3 separate regions of the Sus scrofa genome follow, and all the other regions are linked to region 2. Evidence: chromatin contacts called from public Hi-C and HiChIP or PLAC-seq data. All regions are on one chromosome and are shown on one strand. Each heading gives the region's core, a stretch centred on a gene start, on an enhancer-like site or on the middle of the called end of the contact. The rest is flanking DNA. Distances are from core to core; before and after follow the strand shown.

Region 1 (3,405 bases), core at 533-3,032, 200 kb before region 2:
ATTTTTATAATAACCTAATTTTACATTTGAACTTAAAAAAATTACTCACTCTGAAGTAGAGTATAAAACTACATTTTAAAACATTTCTCCCCAGATTTGGCCTATTGAAAGGAATAACCACTGAACACATCTAGCCATCTTATTCTGAAAGGACAAGGTGCCTTTTTTTAATAGCCACTGTGCCAAAGGGGCGGAAGCTGTGATTCTTCCCCCAAAGTGATCACATATAATGTGCCCTGAATATTGACTCTTGAAACACTCCATGAGCGAATCCTTACAAATGGGTCCCTTTGCCAAAGACCAAGTGGCTAAAAAGGAGCAAACAACAAGTCTAGCTTGCTTCATCTTTATTAGAGGAAATCCACAGACCTCTGTAGATTGCAGCGTTAGGGAAAACATGTTTGTCATTAGAATGATGATATTACCACTTCCCCACTCTAAGCCTGTTTAAGGGAGTCCACCTCGTAACTGCTGACTCAGTTTGCCTCCATTGCCAGAACTAAAGCATGCTCCCGATTGTCCGCTGGGTTGATTTGGAACGAACACCAGAGGGGCAAACTGAGGATCACTGAGCAGTTCTAGGTTACCAAAGCGTGCTAACTGGGTCTAGATACTGTGTGAGTTAGGACTGCCAAGGTATAAATAATGCCATTTACATGAAGGAGAAAAAAAAAAAAAAAAAAAGGCGGCCAGTTCAAGGTCACGGAGAGAAGGCAACCGAGACTGGGCTCTTCAACCCCTCGGTTCTTTGTCGGGTCAGAGCCAAACACGACACCAGCCAGGAGTTTCAAAGGTGCGCAGTACAACCGCGAGCGTGGGCAGTCCTTCTGTACACCAGCCGGAGGAGCAACTTGAAGCAGCCCCGCTCCCTCCACCGCGGTCTGACCCTCCCGCAAATGGGCGCGGGCTTGAGGAGGGCGGAGCGCAGGTGTTCTCCCAGCTGAGTCTTCGGAGGCAGTGGAACCCAGCACCGCGGGACGAGAGGAAAACGGGAGCAGCTGAGGGCAGGACCAGCAGAAGGAAGCAAGCCGGGGCGTGTGCCTCGGGCAGGGAAGCGGGCCAGGGACAAGAGGGCACGGGGGCTCGCCTCTGGCTCAGAGCATCGAGCGCCCGCTGCCTGCAGAAGCGGGTGGACCGGCTCGTAGGACAGAGGGGAAAGCGGGAAGCCGAGGGCAGGGAAGGAAGTCGGGAAAGAGGAAGGAAAGGCCGGAGGGTTAAGAGGAAGAGCGGTTGCAATTTCTGCGGCCGGCGCGGTAGGAGGAGCGGGCGGGGAAAGAGGAGGATCCAGAGCCAGTCAGTCAGGCGGCCCGCGGGAGGAGGAGAAAGCGGGAGGAGCAGCAGCAGCGGCAGGAGGAGGAGGAGGATTAAAGATGGCCACCGACAGCTGCGGGAGACGGCGGCAGCCCCGCACTGGCCGGGATGCTGCCCGCGCGGCGGCCCGGCCTTGATGGAGAGCAGAGGCCCGAGCAGCGCCGAGGCTGAGGCGGCGGCGGCGGCGGGGACCCAGCGAGGAGGAGGACGCGGGCGAGCAGGGAGCCGGGCCGGAGAAGGGAGAGGCGGCGGCGTCGCTGCTCCGGCCGCCTAGCGCCGCGGCCGGGCCCCGGCCGACCGGCTCCCGCACCCCGCGGCCGCAGCATCGATCCCGGCCCGAAGCCCGGGCCCCCGCAGCGGGGCTCCCGGGCCCCGCCGTGGACGCCGCGCCCGCCGCCCCCTCCCCGAGGCCAGCGCGCCCCCGGCGTGGAGCCCGGCCGGCCGCGGTCCGCCCGCCCGGCCAGGCCCGCCCGCGCCCCCCCGCCCTCCGGTGAGTGCCCCCGGCCCGCGCGCCCCCGGCCCCCGGCCCCCGGCCCCCCGGCCAGCCCCGCGCCCGGCGCGCCGCGGCCGCTTTGTTCGGGCAGGGCGGAGGCGCTGCCCACTCGCGGCCCTGCGCCCGCTGCCCCTGGGGACAGGCCGAGGCCCAGCTGCCGTCCTCCCCCGGGACCGCGCTGCCCGGGAGCCGCCGCCGCCGCCTCCGGGGAGGGCGGCCTGGCCTGTGTCCTCCACCGCGGCCTGGAGAGGGCGCTGTCGCGGTCGGGTCGGGGTCAGGGTCAAGGGCTGCGGGCGATGGGGAGCGACGCTGGGGTGTTTCGGGGGGTGGGGGAGCGGAGGGCCGGACGCTCCCTCCTGCTGCGAGCAGTGGGGGCGTAACCAGGCGATCCGGGCATCAGGGTCCCGTGCGGGCCTCTCCGCCAGACCCCGCGGGGTCTCGGGTCCCAGAGCCCCCCGCCCGCGGCGCAGCCGAGCGAGGCCTCCATCCCTCGGGCGCTGTCTCCGCGGCTGCGGGCCTCCCCGGGCTGATTCCCGAGCCCTGCTTCCCCCCCCGCCCCACGCCCTGCGCTGGAAACCTGGGTTTGTGGAAGCAACCCAGAGATGCTCCTGCGGAGAGTGTTTGCTCTTTTATTCCCTTGCACGAGGATGTGGTGGCCTCGCAAGCATTCACGGTTACCGGGGGTGTAAACAGCAGATGTGACCTTTCCGACCAAAAGCCATTCGGTCCGGGGTTTGATCCTCAGGTGTAGCGTTTCTTGATTTTTTTTTTTACTATCGAATTGTGAGATTTCTCATAAGGTCTCCCTTTCACGGAAATTATCTGATAAAACCAATTGAAAGGATGTTTACTATGTATGGGAACCCTTGCTTCGACTTCCAGTGCCTTAAAAAATGATTGTTTCCTGTGGGAAAATGGTGTTAATGCTTTTACAAAAAACTGTTTTGTGTTTTTTTTTTTTTTTTTTTTTTTTTTCCCGTAACGGCTTGAGTTGGTTAGTGCCAAGTGGTTATTGTAGTCTGAAAACCAAACAATTAAAAAAGAGAAAACGTTTTGCGTCTAGATAGCAGAATATTTGCAGGTTGGAATTCTTTGATAGCAGGTTTGGAACAGTTTCCACCATCAGACGGTGTAACAAATAACACAAGACAGACCCAGTAATATGTTGATTAAAAAAAACCCAGCAACTAGATATGGTAGTAGTGCATAGGTTTAGAAAAATATGTCTTGCTTAAGAAGAAAAATAAAACTTTAATAAACTCTAAGCATAGAAATTAGTTTGGTATGTTTTTTTAAAAAAATATATTTAAAAATACATATTGCGCTGGACCTACTTGAAGACTCTTCTTATGATATTTGAGCATTAGTGGTGCATGTTACACCCTGAACCTTCATTCTCAGGTTGGTAGAAATATAGTTTTCTCCTAGGAGTGTGTTTTTCAGAGTTGAAATCAATTCATGTAAAAAAATGTTTCTAATTTAAAATTTGTGCAAAAAGGAGATATGAGTTAGAAACATGATTCTGGTCCTACTTGCAAAATCTGTTTTTAAAAGGAGTAAATGGCAGGGTAATATTGCAATATCACTTGGATTCTCTACTT
Region 2 (3,336 bases), core at 188-2,687:
CTAAGCTGAAGAAAAGCCACTCTCTTTTTCTGAGCAAGTACTGTTCAGATATATATATATATATATATTTTTTTTTTCTTCTTACTTGTTTTATCGTCATTATTGAATTGGGGTTTGTTTGTTTTTTTTTTTTTTTGTTTTTGTTTCTGTCTTTTTAGGGCTGGACCTGTGGCACATGGAGGTTCCCAGGCTAGGGGTCTAATCCGAGCTGAAGCCACTGGCCTACGCCACAGCCACAGCAACTCAGGATCTGAGCCTCATCTGCGACTTACACCACAGCTCACGGCAGCTGCAAGTCCTTAATCCCACTGAGCGAGGCCAGGGATCGAACCTGGATCCTCCTGGATTCTAGTCAGATTCGTTTCCACTGCGCCACGATGGGAACTCCCTGAATTGTTTTTAAGGAAACACAGCTCCTGTGTGTCTCCTTTATTCAATATTCTACTGTAACACTGCCCTACTTCTGACACTTCTGGTCACCACATATGTGGGAGGTTTTGGCACACTAGCTGGGTGTTCCAGATTCAATTCAGTTCTGCCGCTATCTACCTGGAAATGGCATCTCCTTCCATAGATGAAGGGCTCAGTCACACAAACCGCCCCCCAACCCGCCACCCTGCCTTCAGATGTCAGTCACAAGTCCACGTTGTCACCTGAGCTTCTGATCCTTCAGTTATAAACTGGAGGTTCCTGTGACTCAGGAGGAGGTTTTACTTCCTAGATGACCAGTTATTTATAAAAAGATGTTGCTCAGGAACAGCCAGATGGGAGAGAGGCAGAGGGCAGGGTGAGAAGGGGCCTGGGGCTTCCATGCCCACCCTGTCCCGCCAACCTCCCAGCACGGCCACGTGTCCACCAGTCCAGAAGCCCTCTCAACCCTGTGCTCTGATTTTTACGGCGGCTTCACGCCCGAGGCATGACCGATGAAATCCTTGGTCACTGGTGATTGAACTCTTTCCTCCCTGGAGCTTGTGGGCGAGCAGGTTAGGTTAACTGCCAACCTTCTGGTCCCAGGATTGGTTCCCCCGGCCAGTCTCCATTCTTAGATACTTTTCAGAAGTCACCTCGTCAACATAAACTCAGGTGTGGTTGAAAGGCCCTGGTTATGATCAGCAAAAAGACATTCGCAGCTCTTACCGCTTAGGAAGTGCCAGAGGTTTTCGGATCTCTGTGCCAGAAATGGGACAGAGGCTAAATATATGTTCCTCATTGTAAGTCGCAGCATCACAGTTGCATAGCTAGTAAGAGTATTTTTCTCATCATTCTGCGTAGTACAGTGTGAGGTTCAGCAAGGGGAAGTAATTTCCCGGTTTTTATTTTACTCCCTACTCTCTGGCACGATGAGCAGTGGGGGAGCTTTGAGGGTAAGACAGCCCCTGCTGGCACCAGCCCTATTCTTGTGGATAATGATGCGTCATCAAAACCACTCCCTCCAGTTCCTGAGCTGCGAGCACTCGAGGCGCTGGGCAAACTTCCTCTCAGTTTCTGGGCCATCGCCTTTGTTCTAGCTTGCTCCTAAGTTTGCTGGCCCGCGTGTTTGCTCCCGTGTGTGGCCTGTGAGCGCGCTGGACCAGCATCGTGTCTGGTGTGGGAGAGCAGTGGGTACCTGGCAGCCATGTCCGCTTCTCTAACGCGTCATTTCCCCCTTGTCCCCGCGCAGCCTTGGCAGTCCGAAGAGGAGGGATCTTGGCTGCGAGAATATCCCGTGACCCTGATGCAGTTCTTCAGATACTTGTATCACAACGTCCCAGACCTGGCCTCCATGTGGATGAGTCCAGACTTCCTGTGCGCATTAGCGGCCACCGTCTTCCCCTCCAACATCCGCCCTTACTCGGAGATGGTAGGAAACGGGGAGGAAGGTGTCAAAACTGGAATTAGTCCGCGCCGAGGGTTAGCAGATTTTGTTTTGTTTTGTTCTGTTTTGTTTGGCCCATCTTTGAAGCTTCTGACCAAGTTACAGGTTCATCGCTTTCTGCTTCACCCCTTACACCACTGTCTGGTGTCTGACTCCCCACACGCTCCCTCTGCTGTCCCCGAAATCACAGTGAACTCCTTCGGTTTCCTGTTTTCATTTACCGCCCTCTTCTGAGTCCCTCGTTGGTGACGTCCCTCCCCAGGTAGTTGTTGATCCGGTTCTTATGACGTGTGATGATAGCTATGTAGTTACGCGGCTTGGTTACAGAAAATCAAGTCAGACCGAATTGATTTCCGCTTCATTTGTCCCAGGAATGAGCCAGGTCCTGGATTGAGCCTTTATAAATTAATTACAGGACTGGTTATCTTTATAAGGCATGAAATGTATATTTGTCCTATTTAGTTTTTTGTATTTTGTTCAGCTGGTATTTTTCATATTTTGTGCCAACTTAAGTAAAAAGTTACTAGATTGTAGTCATATATGGTATAGATACGTCTTTTGTCCTTTGAAACAAACCCAAGGCCAGTTATTCCTCTGTAGTACTTCAGAATTTCATTATGTTTCTTCTTATTTCTACCACTTACTCTAGAGCCTAGAATAAAGTACGTTCTTCCTCCTAATTTTTCTTCATGTTCGAAGGTAAAATACACATTTTACAGTTGTGGGGACCTTTAGGAGAAAGACACGTATAGCACGTGACCTTAATGCCATGGGTTATTTATAATTGCAAAATCCACATTTTTGGTAATAATAGGCTTTTAGTAATATCTCTGTTTTTTCCTTATCAGTATCTTGGAATCTGTCTTCCCGTCCTTCTTTCGTTTCTCTGTTGACTCAAAATTGGCACTAGTTTTGTTGTTTTGTTTTGATTATTTAGTTGGGCTTTTTTCTCTTTAAATATGCAAAAATGGATCAGCCCTTAGGTGCAACCATTATGCCCCATCTTTATGTGAAATTCTATGACACTTGACTTCAGGGGGTATGTTTGAAAATGCAAATACAGTCGTTCTCATTTTGTTATTTATTTATTTCAAGTGCAGTCATCCCTGAGTTCCCTAATGGCCTAGCAGTTAAGGACTCGGCATTTACACTTCCGTGGCTTGGGTCCCTGCTGTGGCTCAGGTTTGATCCCTGGCCCAGGAACTTCTGTATACCGTGGGTGTGGCCAAGACAAAAACAAAATCAACATAAAGCATTTATATGACTAGGAGCCAGTCCGTAGGTTAATGTTAGAAAGTGCACGTGTTGAGGAATCGTGACGCTTGGTGCCCGGTTAGCACCCTGAAAAGGGAGGGCGGAAGTGAAGCAAAGCGAACTGCACCTTGTAAAGCTTAATAGGAGCTAAAGGTTGAGGGAAAATACTGTTGCTGCCATAATTTTTTTTAAATGATTTTCATTTTTTCCCTCATAGTTGGCTCACA
Region 3 (3,332 bases), core at 272-2,771, 160 kb before region 2:
GCTGTATTTCCAAACTGTGCCATAGTGAAATCTTGTGTTCCAGTATGTAAAAATGATGCACATAGATGCAAGAAAAGCAGTAGGAATTAAAAGGCAGGGAGTGGAAGAAAGTGAGTAACCGTTTGTGTAGTTAGAAGAGGAGGGCAGTATATAGTTGGAAGTGTTACAGAGATTGTACCAGAAGTGTTACAGAGATTGACCATAGCAAGTAAAAGAAAAGCCTTTCTACTTAACTTTTGAGAAAAGATTTGAAGGTAGGAGAAAGAGCCATTAGATTTGGTCCCATCTCAGCTTCTAACCATGATTTTGGGTAAGTCACTTTCTCTCTGTGGACCTCAGTTCGCTGAATCCTGCCTGCTTACCAGCTGCAGGACCTTAACTCCTGGACATCCGCTTCTTCATCTTCAAAGAGGAGTTGATAGTGGTACCTCAGAGATTTCCTGTGAGGAATTAACATATGTTTAGTCTGTTCAGAACAGTCCGTGGCACATCAGCAGCAGCATCAATTTTTGAAATGCGTCTATTAGATTATATGATTGCAAGAGTCCCAGCTTACTTAAAAAAAAAAAAAATATCTGTGGCTTTATGGTCTAAGATTTTCTGATATGAAAATTTTTTCAGAATGAAGTCGTAAAGCTTTGACCATCTGCTCTCCTGCATCGAGGCTAATTTTGGTACTGCCAATAAAACTTATTTTGAGTTCAGTATGTGTATTAGTTCTCTGTTGCTACGTGTGTTGATTTGTCAAGGGGGCCCTAACAGATTACCACAGACTGAGTGGCTTAGACAACAGAAATTTATTGTCTCAGAGCCTGCAGGTCCGAAGTCGGAAGCTGAGGTGTCTGCAGGATTGGTTGCTCCTGGGATCTGTGAGGAGGATCTGTCCAGGCCTCTTGGCCCCTGCATGGCCGTCTGTCCTCCGTGGCTCTTCTTGTCGCTGTCCCTCTGTGTCTGTCTCTTTGTTCACATTTCCCCGTTTTGTAAAGGTACCAGCCATACTGGATTAGGGTGCAACCTAATCACCTCAGTTTAACTTGATTACCTCTGGTAGTTCCCATTGTGGCTTAGCGGAAATGAACCTGACTAGGATCCCTGAGGACACAGGTTCGATCCCTGGCCTTTCCTGGTGGGTTAAGACTCTGGCCTTGCTGTGGCTGTGGTGTAGGCCAGCAGCTACATTTCAACCCCTAGCCTGGGAACTTTGGTATGTTGTGGGGGTGGCTCTAAAAAGACAACACCCCCCCCCCCCAAATAACTTGATTACCTCTGTAAAGAGCATGTCTCCAAATAAGGTCACATTCTGCGGGGCTGGGGGTTAGGACTTCAACATAGGAATTGGGAGGAGGACACGGTTGAAGCCGTAGCACTGCCGCACAGTTTATCCCAAAACTTAGTGACTTCAAACAGAACCCTTATTTCAGAAGTTTTGTAATCAAGAATCCGAGCGGTTCCTCTGGCTCAGGGCCTCTTATCCTACCAAGCTGCACCCCGACATGTCCACCAGCGCTGCGGTCTCACCCAAAAGCCCTAGGGGAGACCCTGCCTCCACTTCACTCACGTGGTTCTTGGCAGCACTTCCTCAGGGTTCTTGGGCCAGAGGTCTCAGTTCCTCATGTTGGCTCTCGGCCAGCAGCCTACTTTAGTTCTTCCCATGTGAGCCTTTTGTTTTTGTCATAAAATCCTGGCAACGGCACCCCATCACTTTTGCCTGCTGTGTTCACAGGGAGGGGGTCGTTAGGTCCAGTCCACTCTCAGGGAGAGAGGACTGGACAAGGATGTGTGTCCCAGGGGCTGGCGTCGTTGGAAGCCGTTTTGGTGCTCCCCACAGTATCTAAGAGCGAAGAAAAGAGCTAAATGGAAAAATACGTAAATTATTTAATATTATTTAAGAAGCGTTTGTCTTAAACTCTAAGCAGAAATGTATCACTTTTGTGCCATGTAGCTTTGTAATCAGAAAGTACTCCCTTATCTGCTAAAAAAAAGGAGAAATGTAACTTTTATCATTTCCTTTTTTTTTTTTAAAGCAAAGAGGAGTTAATTTTGTTTCCTTTCATCAAATTTGTTATTTTTTGGTACTATGTAGAATTCAAGTGGGACCTGACTTTTTTCACTTTGCTGAGTTGTTAGCCTGCTATTTCTCATAAAATACCCAGAGGCCTACCCTCACTCATTTCCCTAAAATATTTAAGAGTAAAAGGTCATAGGTTATTAAGATTACTTTAATTTTATCAGCTTTTCTGTGGCTACTTTCTACAATTAAGTTATAAAGTGTGAGAAATTATCAGATATTTGTGAGGCTATTTAATATAGCCAGTTGCTAAGGGAAATGCCCAATTACAGTTACTTTCACAGAATGTAGTGACACGTCATATATACTGCAGATACCACCTAGCGGTTCTCATTATTTATACTGATGGAGAAATAATTGGAAAGTGTTATTATTGGCTCATTTTCGTAATCTTTGCTTTGGAAGGCAGTATAATTGAGTTTGTGGAAGCAAGATTTGACCTAGTTGGCATTATCTATATGAGTTAATCTGGAGCAGGAGTGTGGGGGGTGTGGGGGTGTGTGTGGGTGTGATTGTGTACATGGAGTGACATTGCTTTAATAAACAGTCTAAGAAAATCTCACATTTATTGAGAAAAGACTGCCTTAACTCCCTTAGAGTAGTTTGAGTATGTCCTTCTAAAGCATCTGACTTTGACTGAATTTTACAAGGAGTTATTTAATTGTAATTATTTGTGAATTACTATAAATATGGATCATACATTTTAGCTGTTAGAAATGATGAGATTTTTTTTTTTTTGTCTTTTGTCTTTTTGTCTGTTGTTGTTGATGTTGTTGTTGCTGTTGTTGCTATATCTTGGGCCGCTCCCGCGGCATATGGAGGTTCCCAGGCTAGGGGTCTAATCGGAGCTGTAGCCACCGGCCTACGCCAGGGCCACAGCAACGCGGGATCCGAGCCGCGTCTGCAACCTACACCACAGCTCACGGCAACGCCAGATCCTTAATCCATGGAGCAAGGCCAGGGACCGAACCCGCGACCTCATGGTTCCTAGTCGGATTCGTTAACCACTGCGCCACGACGGGAACTCCAGAAATGATGAGATATTTAAATCTCAGTAGGTTTGGAGGTTGAAGTCATACTGTAAAGAATATGAATTCAATAGGGTTTCTGTGTGATATCCCTTTTTCCTTGTTAGCAAGATGTAGTTTAATAGAAAACATACAAATTTTTCAATGTAAAACTTTCTTTTCAAATGCATAAAGTGGACTGGTGGATGCATTCTTTTTTTTTTTTTTTTTTTTTTTTTTTTTTTTTTTTTTTTTTT

Evidence for each region. A called contact is a pair of places that touch in the nucleus more often than the background predicts. HiChIP or PLAC-seq counts read pairs in DNA pulled down with a chosen protein or histone mark.
Region 1: a contact with region 2 is called in a Hi-C map of retroperitoneal adipose tissue, with 3 times the contacts expected there. The contact joins the promoter of WDFY3 here to the enhancer-like site in region 2. A contact is called at or near these places in 4 of 5 promoter capture datasets (fetal liver, fetal skeletal muscle, liver and 1 more), 27 of 47 Hi-C or Micro-C datasets (adipose tissue, alveolar macrophages, blood and 16 more) and 2 of 2 datasets of contacts at active chromatin or transcription factors (alveolar macrophages and skeletal muscle).
Region 3: an H3K27ac HiChIP or PLAC-seq map of alveolar macrophages shows a contact between it and region 2. The contact joins two enhancer-like sites. A contact is called at or near these places in 1 of 47 Hi-C or Micro-C datasets (epiblast stem cells) and 1 of 2 datasets of contacts at active chromatin or transcription factors (alveolar macrophages).

Annotation. Positions count from the first base shown.
Region 1 is chr8:133,663,803-133,667,207 of Sscrofa11.1, forward strand. WDFY3 (WD repeat and FYVE domain-containing protein 3) reads left to right here and starts at 1,783. Exons shown (of 68, transcript XM_021101795.1): 1 at 1,783-1,801.
Region 2 is chr8:133,860,889-133,864,224 of Sscrofa11.1, forward strand. It overlaps WDFY3 (WD repeat and FYVE domain-containing protein 3), which reads left to right. Exons shown (of 68, transcript XM_021101795.1): 35 at 1,661-1,840. Among named protein-coding and RNA genes, the nearest start is that of CDS1, 180 kb to the right of the region's middle. Within about 2 kb of position 1,438, at least 14 of the 83 cell types and tissues checked have an H3K27ac peak or open chromatin away from gene starts, as enhancers often do. A contact at or near this core is called in adipose tissue, alveolar macrophages, brain and 3 more, where this site is marked.
Region 3 is chr8:133,697,575-133,700,906 of Sscrofa11.1, forward strand. All of the region lies in intron 2 of WDFY3 (WD repeat and FYVE domain-containing protein 3), which reads left to right. Among named protein-coding and RNA genes, the nearest start is that of WDFY3, 34 kb to the left of the region's middle. Within about 2 kb of position 1,522, at least 8 of the 83 cell types and tissues checked have an H3K27ac peak or open chromatin away from gene starts, as enhancers often do. A contact at or near this core is called in alveolar macrophages, where this site is marked.